2 separate regions of the Zea mays genome follow, and region 1 is linked to region 2. A link is a contact called in public Hi-C data. All regions are on one chromosome and are shown on one strand. Each heading gives the region's core, a stretch centred on a gene start, on an enhancer-like site or on the middle of the called end of the contact. The rest is flanking DNA. Distances are from core to core; before and after follow the strand shown.

Region 1 (3,591 bases), core at 720-3,219, 320 kb before region 2:
CGGGATAGCTTCTTGGATAATATATCCTGGAAAGAGAATGCAGTATGTGGCTACCTGTGCAATTCTCCGCGAGTCAATACCAATACGTCATGCCGTACCACGGTACCTTCTGCTGTATTTACAACGTTCGGATTAACTGCGTGTATATGGGGGTGTTTGGTTTCTAGGGACTAATTTTTAGTCCCTACATTTTATTCCATTTTAGTTCCAAAATTGCCAAATATAGAAACTAAAACTCTATTTTAGTTTCTATATTTGATAATTTATAGACTAAAATGGAATAAAATGATGGGACTAAACATTAGTCCCTAGAAACCAAACACCCCCTATATTTACACCATTACATATCTTATTTCTATTTCAGGTATACTGCCTGATGTTTGTTATTTGACATCATGACACAGTGGGGGCGCATTACTTCTGTAGGCGGGTAAAAAAAAATGTTTAGACACGCAGTACCCTCGGCTCCCCTCCCTATTTGTCCTGGTTGCTTTAGCTCGTGGTTCTCTTCTCCCCGTCCGTGCATGGCGCGGCCTTCTCTTTGACACGAGGCACGACGCATCCCATGCGGCGCGCCGCGGGTGCAGGCCAGCAGCAGCCGATGAGGCAGCTAGACGCGGGCGTGGGCGCGGCAGACGGGGCACCGCGACGCGGCCTGGACCCAGGGCACGGCGCAGGACCAGTGGAAGCGGTGCGCGCAGGGCAGGCGCGCCACCACGTCCCCCGCGCGGAGCTCCTCCAGGCACACCGCGCACCCCGCCTCCGCTGCCGCCGGCGGCCCGCGCCGCCCGCCTGCCAGTAGCCGGCACCAGCCGAACCGGCCCCCTCCTCCTCCTCCTCCCTTCTTGTTCGGTTTCGGCGACGACACCACTTCCCGCCGCAGCAGCACGCCCGTGTCGCTGCTGCACGCTGACGAGTGGTGGCGGTGGAGGCCACCGCTGCACCTGCACGTTGCGTCGTCGTGCGCTTTGGTGATCGTGGGGCTCGTGCTCATCTCATGCCTGCACCGATGTTCATTTCAGACCAGAATATAACAACAGGATTTGTACAATATTGTCTTGACATCTTGCTGCAGAAAGTAGCATGTGTAGCATCTGCCATACTGAACAGACAAGCAGCAAAAGCAAACGCACCTCTTGAGCACCACAGGTTGTCTCTGGGCACGGAGCTTCTGATCCAGCCTCTCCTTCGCCTCCCGGGCGCCGCTGCCCAGCCCCAGCGTCGTCCACGCGCGCGCAGTCGCCGTCGCCGTCGTCTCCATGCACGCGCTGCTCCACTCCTTGGAAGAAGGTGCGTACAGGCACAAGGACGACGCCCGCCGCCGGCGCCGCGCGAACTCCACGCCGGGGAGCATCCCGGCCATGATGACCATCCGCAGAGAGAGAACAGACGTACGTACGAGTACGATGACGGCGCCAACACGCCACCTGCCCCGCGCGCGCGCACTCTACAAACTAGCTACCTAGCACCTTAGCCTGGCTGCTGCGGTTGCGTACAGCCTGCGTGCGCAACTCGGTTGGCCGGGCGCCCGGGCCCCTCCCCTCTCTGCTGTGGTAGCTAGTACAAGCGATAATTGGTGTACGTGGAAGGCCTCTTTCGTCGGGAACAGGAAGAAGGTGAAGAACACAGCCGTCTCGAGCTCCCCCGACGACGACCAGTCATCAGCGCCATGTATCGTCCCGGCCCGTTTCGGACGGGGGAGCGGCGGCGGCAGCTAGCTTCGTCCTATCTAGAGGAGGAGGTGGGAGGAGGAGGAGGAGGAGGGCTCATGCTGATGGCGTGCCAAATGTCAATGTCCAACCAACTGGCTCTGCCTCAGCCGGTGACCGGCCGGGACGTATTTATACTCGTATGAATAAAGTCACTAGTGTGATCTTTAGCATGGATTTCTCCGAAGGGTATATATCTCACTTCCTGAATCTATTAAATTTTGCATAAATTCGGTTATATTCAGTATGGTTTACATGTATATAACAGCTACTACCGCGAGTAGTGTGTGTATGCACACACACACGAAATTACTTAAACTGCTAACAGTATACGCATATTTCAAGCTCGAGCAGAAGAAAATAAATCTGATGAGATGGCAATGCTGGTCGGCACGGCAACAAAGCCGCCATCGTCATAGCGACAACTGCATGGGACAGGGGGTGACCTTTTCGGGTCATCGCGTTCCCGTTCGTGTGGCTGAATCTTGCCTGGAGTCGAGGAGGATGCGGATCCCACTGCCAAAGGCAAAACGCGCTGTGTGTGTTGGAAGCTGCGTGGACGGCAGCGTTCTCACGTGGACCAGATGTTGCCATGTCTTTTGGCATTCCTCTGTGCCTGCTGGGGCCTGCCACAAACAAACAGCCATGTCATAGTTTTTTTTGTTGTTGTAGTCAGGTTGTCACTTCGAGAGATGAGCACGAGCAGGCTGCTCGGACTCAGAGCTACACTATACCCAACAAAGTGCCGAGCCCAGGCAGCCCAAGATGACTGAAGCCCATCTTATTTTCAAAAACCTTCTGCAGTTTCGATTCATGATGAAAACAGTGGGTGGCCTGGCCTGACCCAGTCGAATACAATATCACTTTAGACAAAGGAAGCTAGCCTAGATCTCTAGAAAATCTGAGTTTGTAATCACATCACTGAACTTTGAAACAGATATAAGTATTATTTTTTGGCAGCAGAAGATCACTACAAACATATGCTAAGTACAATTATAGAGTGTTTGGTTTGAGGAATGATATAGTCCATCATCTTCTCGTTCCTCACTTTTTTGTTTGGTTTGTGGAATGGAGTTAATCCATCACCACCCCATTCCACTAAATTTGAGGAATGGACCTATGATGCACTACTTCATTTTGGATAGAGTGATTCATCAAACCAAACACCTTATTAATAAACTGTTAGATAAGTGCAGCAAACTGCAACACAGTGATTAAAAAAAATCCCTCCATATTTCGTTGGCCGGTAAATTGTATTTGTACCTTTGCGCAACACTTGCTAGCTGAAAAAATGCTCAAGTATCAAAGACAATAGTAAGAAGTTTATTATATTAAATTAAGGGACCAGAACAGAGGACCACACGAACTGCAAGAAGCAAAAGAACACATAAAAGGAGCATGCGACCAAATAAAACCACATGGAGAACAGTGGAATTCTGAAAGTGCTAACAGGGCATGGAAAGCATGCGACTAAAAACACTAATAGGCTGTTTGGTTTGATGAATGAGCTAGTCCAACATCTTTTCAGTCCTCACTTTTTTTGTTTGGTTTGTGAATGAAATAAGTTGATCCATCATCACGGCATTCCTAGTTAACACTAATATGAGGAATGAGGTCATCCCACCAAATTTGAGGAATGAACCCATGATGCAACACCACATTTTGGATGGAGTGATTCCTCAAACCAAACACCCCTAACTACTCTACAAAACTTTCATGATGGGCAACTACCAAGCTATCTGTAGCACAAACCGTGTATGGCTCAAAGGGCGCGTGCCAAACAATATTACAACAGTGGCACCATTTATGCCAAAAAATGTGTCCCTATACTATGAACTACGATGACATGGATCTTTAACACATGATACATGTAGACAACTCT
Region 2 (3,786 bases), core at 989-3,488:
TTTTTTGCAAAAGTGTTGGCGTACAACGACGATGGAACCATGAAAACGGGTGCTTTTTAGTACTAAACTAGAGAAGTGAAGAGAAGAAAAGAGTTTTGGCAAAAAAATTCTCCTGTTACGTAGGCCTCACTTGCCAATAACTTATAAAAACGTGGCAAATATCCTTTAGGCGTGGAAAACTGTGGTGCATCATTTGAACGCCTAACCTTTGAGCAAGTGTGACATAAAATGTGTGCCAATTTTTGGCACCATAGGTATAGAACTAGACATATCCTATAGCTAGGAACCAAACACATACCTAACTTGATCAAATTTGTCTAACCTTAGGCGTGGCAAACTGTGGCAAGCGAGGCAACAAACCAAGCAACCCTTATATCTTCGAATGTAATTGTGCACGTGCTAGTAACTAGGTTGCAATTTTGCACCTAATATTAGCGTGACTCCAGTCTATGGTCTTATTCTATCCATAAATTTTTTGTTCTAATTTTTTGGATACTTACACTACCATGGTATCATACCATGATGACATTTAGTGCATCAATGCATCATGTAGGGAAGTCTCTTTCTTAGATTTGGTACTCTTTATGTGTTGTACAACTATGGTGTCATCGCGTTGTCTAATCAACATAGAAGTATACCTTTGACACCTACTCAACTAACTCGGATCGCGAGTCATGACACACATTGTGTGTAGTCCTGCTTAGTCTTATCCTCTACTGCTTCCAACAAGAGGACATGGCCTGGTACTCTGGTGGGGTCACATGATGATGCTCATGTGGGTCACACTTTAGTCCATGATCCTTCTGGAGTATGCCACGCCTTAGAGGCGTCATAATCCATGCCTTCTTGGTCCTTAGGGGCACAATCCTTCAACGCACCCACTCAACCAGCCTTGCGTGAGGATCATTATGATGTGAGCTCCAGACATGAAGGTTTCTCCAAGTGGCGGTCATCCTAGCAGGCTCGCTGATGTCTCAACTTCAGCATTGACGACATCGTGAGGCCTATCGATGCCATGTAAGCCCTTCTCCGCAACTCTACGATGATTCATAGCCTTTGTGAGGGTTAACCCTAGATCCTCTCAGCTAGTACAACTTCGTCCTAAGAAAACTGAATCCAGCCACGACGTGCCAACTGCGTGCTCCCATGCCTCGATAGTGGCCTATCTAGGTTAAGGCGATAGGACCATACCTTAGGTTCCAAATCCATGGAGAAGGTTTCACCTCCTCACCCTTGTGCACTGCACCATCTACCTCGCTAGTTGCACGACGTCCAAGATGTGTGCGGTCGCTATCACAATGTGGGAGATAGCGATCATCCATGCCCTATCGAGTGAGCGCCATCCACTGACCACGTTGCATAGGTGGTCCATTCCTTCAACACCTAGCTAGCACTCAATCGATTTGGCAGGTAGCATGGATATAATGTTTTAGCACTCACCTTTTGAAGAAGTATGAGGGGACCATCAATTACACCGAGTTCCTCCAAAGCTATACACTGCCAATCGTGTCGAGTTCTTCTAAATCTATGCCACTGTCATTCTCGCTACTGGCGGCCTGGCGGGGATGAAGAAGTGATGTCAAACCACTTTCATGTGTCTTTTGAATATGAGCAATCAAAGGAAAAAAGGCACAACCCAAATAATCCCTCCATGCCAATATAAATATGCTTTTAGAATTCTGGAAAAAGATCAATATCATTTAGAATTTAATATTGGCCTTATTAAAAGTTATTTCAGTATGTAATAGCTGTAGTTTTTTTTTAAAAAAAGTAAATAAAAACTACTAGAACTAGTACTTAGAAGTGGGAGAATTAGAAATGGTAGAAATGTATTTAATTTAGCGCGTAGGGAGTAAACACAAAAGAGAGAATTGACACGTTTGGTTTTATACAAAAATAAAAATAAGTAGAGTATAAGGGAAAAGGACAAAAAGGAAAACGAGAAAAGGAAAGGAAAAAAAAAAAGAAAACGAGAGACTCCACCTGTCCACCCGCTTCCTCTGTTCCTCATAAGACTGTCTCCAGCAACGTCCTCTATATACATCCTCTATATCCGTCCTTTACAGTCTTCTCTAAAAGATTCTACCCCTATATCTATTTCCTCTCCAACAACGTCCTCTAAATCACGTCCCCTATATGTAAATACCTATATTAAAGACATTTTTATTTTTAAATTTTTATACATACGTGTTTGTCATACTCTCAAATGTATTGTACATATTTTAGTTTTACTAAAACGGTTGTTTAAAGTATTCAAATAGATAGAGAACCATTTAGAGGAACTCTATACATAGAGGATCCAGCAGCGTCCTCTAAATTTAGAGGACCGTTTAGAGGACGTTGTTGGAGGGGTAGAGGACGTCCTCATCCTCTAAATTTAGGGTACAGGAGCATTTAGAGCTCCTTGTTGGAGCTAGTCTAAGGACGGAGGGAAAAACAAGGCCGCAGGCCCGCAGCTCCGCGCGAACAACAGCCAACCACCCACCTCACGTCGCGACCTGCGAGCTCCACCTCCGGCCTCCGCCCGCCCGCCCACACCACCAACGCCCGGAATAGGCAGTTGCAGTTGCAGCAGCAGCCAGCCAGACCCGCCCCGCCATCGTAGGAGGAGGCCCATGCCGCGGGGGCAGCAGGGGGCAGGGTAGAATGGGCAACGTCACGTCGTCGGTGGCGGCGCGGTTGGCCTTCTTCCCGCCGGAGCCGGCGACGTACGGCGTCGAGCCCGCGGACCAGGACGGTGCTGGCGCCGGCTCTCTGCTGCGGATGACGGGGGTGTCGCCGGACGCGGGCGTCGAGGTGCGCGCGCTGCCCACCAGGGCCGGCACGCGCGTCGTCTCCGCCTTCTGGCGCCACCCCGCGGCGCGGCTCACGCTGCTCTACTCCCACGGCAACGCCGCCGACCTCGGCCAGATGCTCGGCCTCCTCCTCGAGCTCCGCACGCACCTCCGCGTCAACATCATGAGGTCGGTGAGCTCACCAACATACGCCACTGTACCCTACCCTCCATTGCTTCTGCTGCTCGATCGGTTCCTCTAAGCTTTCCCCCCCACTAGTATCATATAGATTCCCGTGCGAGTGGATTTAGTTGCCTGTTCCTTGTTTACACGCCATCCAGTTACGAACATAAGTACATTTATTTTGATCGATATAGGGCATGTTGCTTTTATTCCGAAGCGGAGTTCAATTGGATTATCTTCTTTGTTTGCAATGAGTTAGCCAGTTGCTAACTGACTGTGACGATATCTGATTTTGTTCGTGTTATTGAACAATCGGTTCAATTGAATGAGTCATAAAAAATTCTCTCTGTAATCTGCGAACTCATCTAGTCATGTGCTCTTGTTTAATTTTCCTTTTCCTGAATAGTTCGGTCAGAGCTGCAAGCCTGCAAAAGTACAGCTTTTTAGTGTCTCCGTTGTTTTCTGCATGGCATGTACTCTATAAGCTGTCGTCATCTCCTTTAACCACGAATCCGAGGCTAGAAAACAACTGTGTCATTTCTTAGTTCTTTTTTTTTTCCTTACCATCTATACTTGGAGAAGGCATGTGGAACCCCATGTCATATGAACAGTTCCAATTATTGTACTAGTACATCTTTTCACAAGTCTTTGTTATGTTGCTGATAAATGCTGCACCGGGTCCTGGTGTACCCCCTGCAGAAATTCAGTCAGTTAGTTACCTGCCACTACTCTGGCGCAAGATAAGAATGTCATGCACCAGATGTGCCTCAATTAGGCTGTATATATGCGAAACTGGGAATCAGGGTCAATTTCGTGCTTCTTATCGTTG

The links. Hi-C and Micro-C count contacts between places; a contact is called where the count stands out from the background.
Region 1: a Hi-C map of ear shows a contact between it and region 2, with 2.1 times the contacts expected there. The contact joins the promoter of LOC103627863 here to the promoter of LOC103627859 in region 2. A contact is called at or near these places in 3 of 25 Hi-C or Micro-C datasets (ear, leaf mesophyll and tassel).

The regions. Positions count from the first base shown.
Region 1 is chr5:222,458,292-222,461,882 of Zm-B73-REFERENCE-NAM-5.0, reverse strand. It overlaps LOC103627863 (RING/U-box superfamily protein), which reads right to left and starts at 1,969. Exons shown (of 2, transcript XM_008648176.4): 1 at 1,134-1,969; 2 at 1-1,001. The coding sequence starts at 1,372. The coding sequence ends at 611.
Region 2 is chr5:222,138,048-222,141,833 of Zm-B73-REFERENCE-NAM-5.0, reverse strand. LOC103627859 reads left to right here and starts at 2,238. Exons shown (of 5, transcript XM_008648171.4): 1 at 2,238-2,963. The coding sequence starts at 2,647.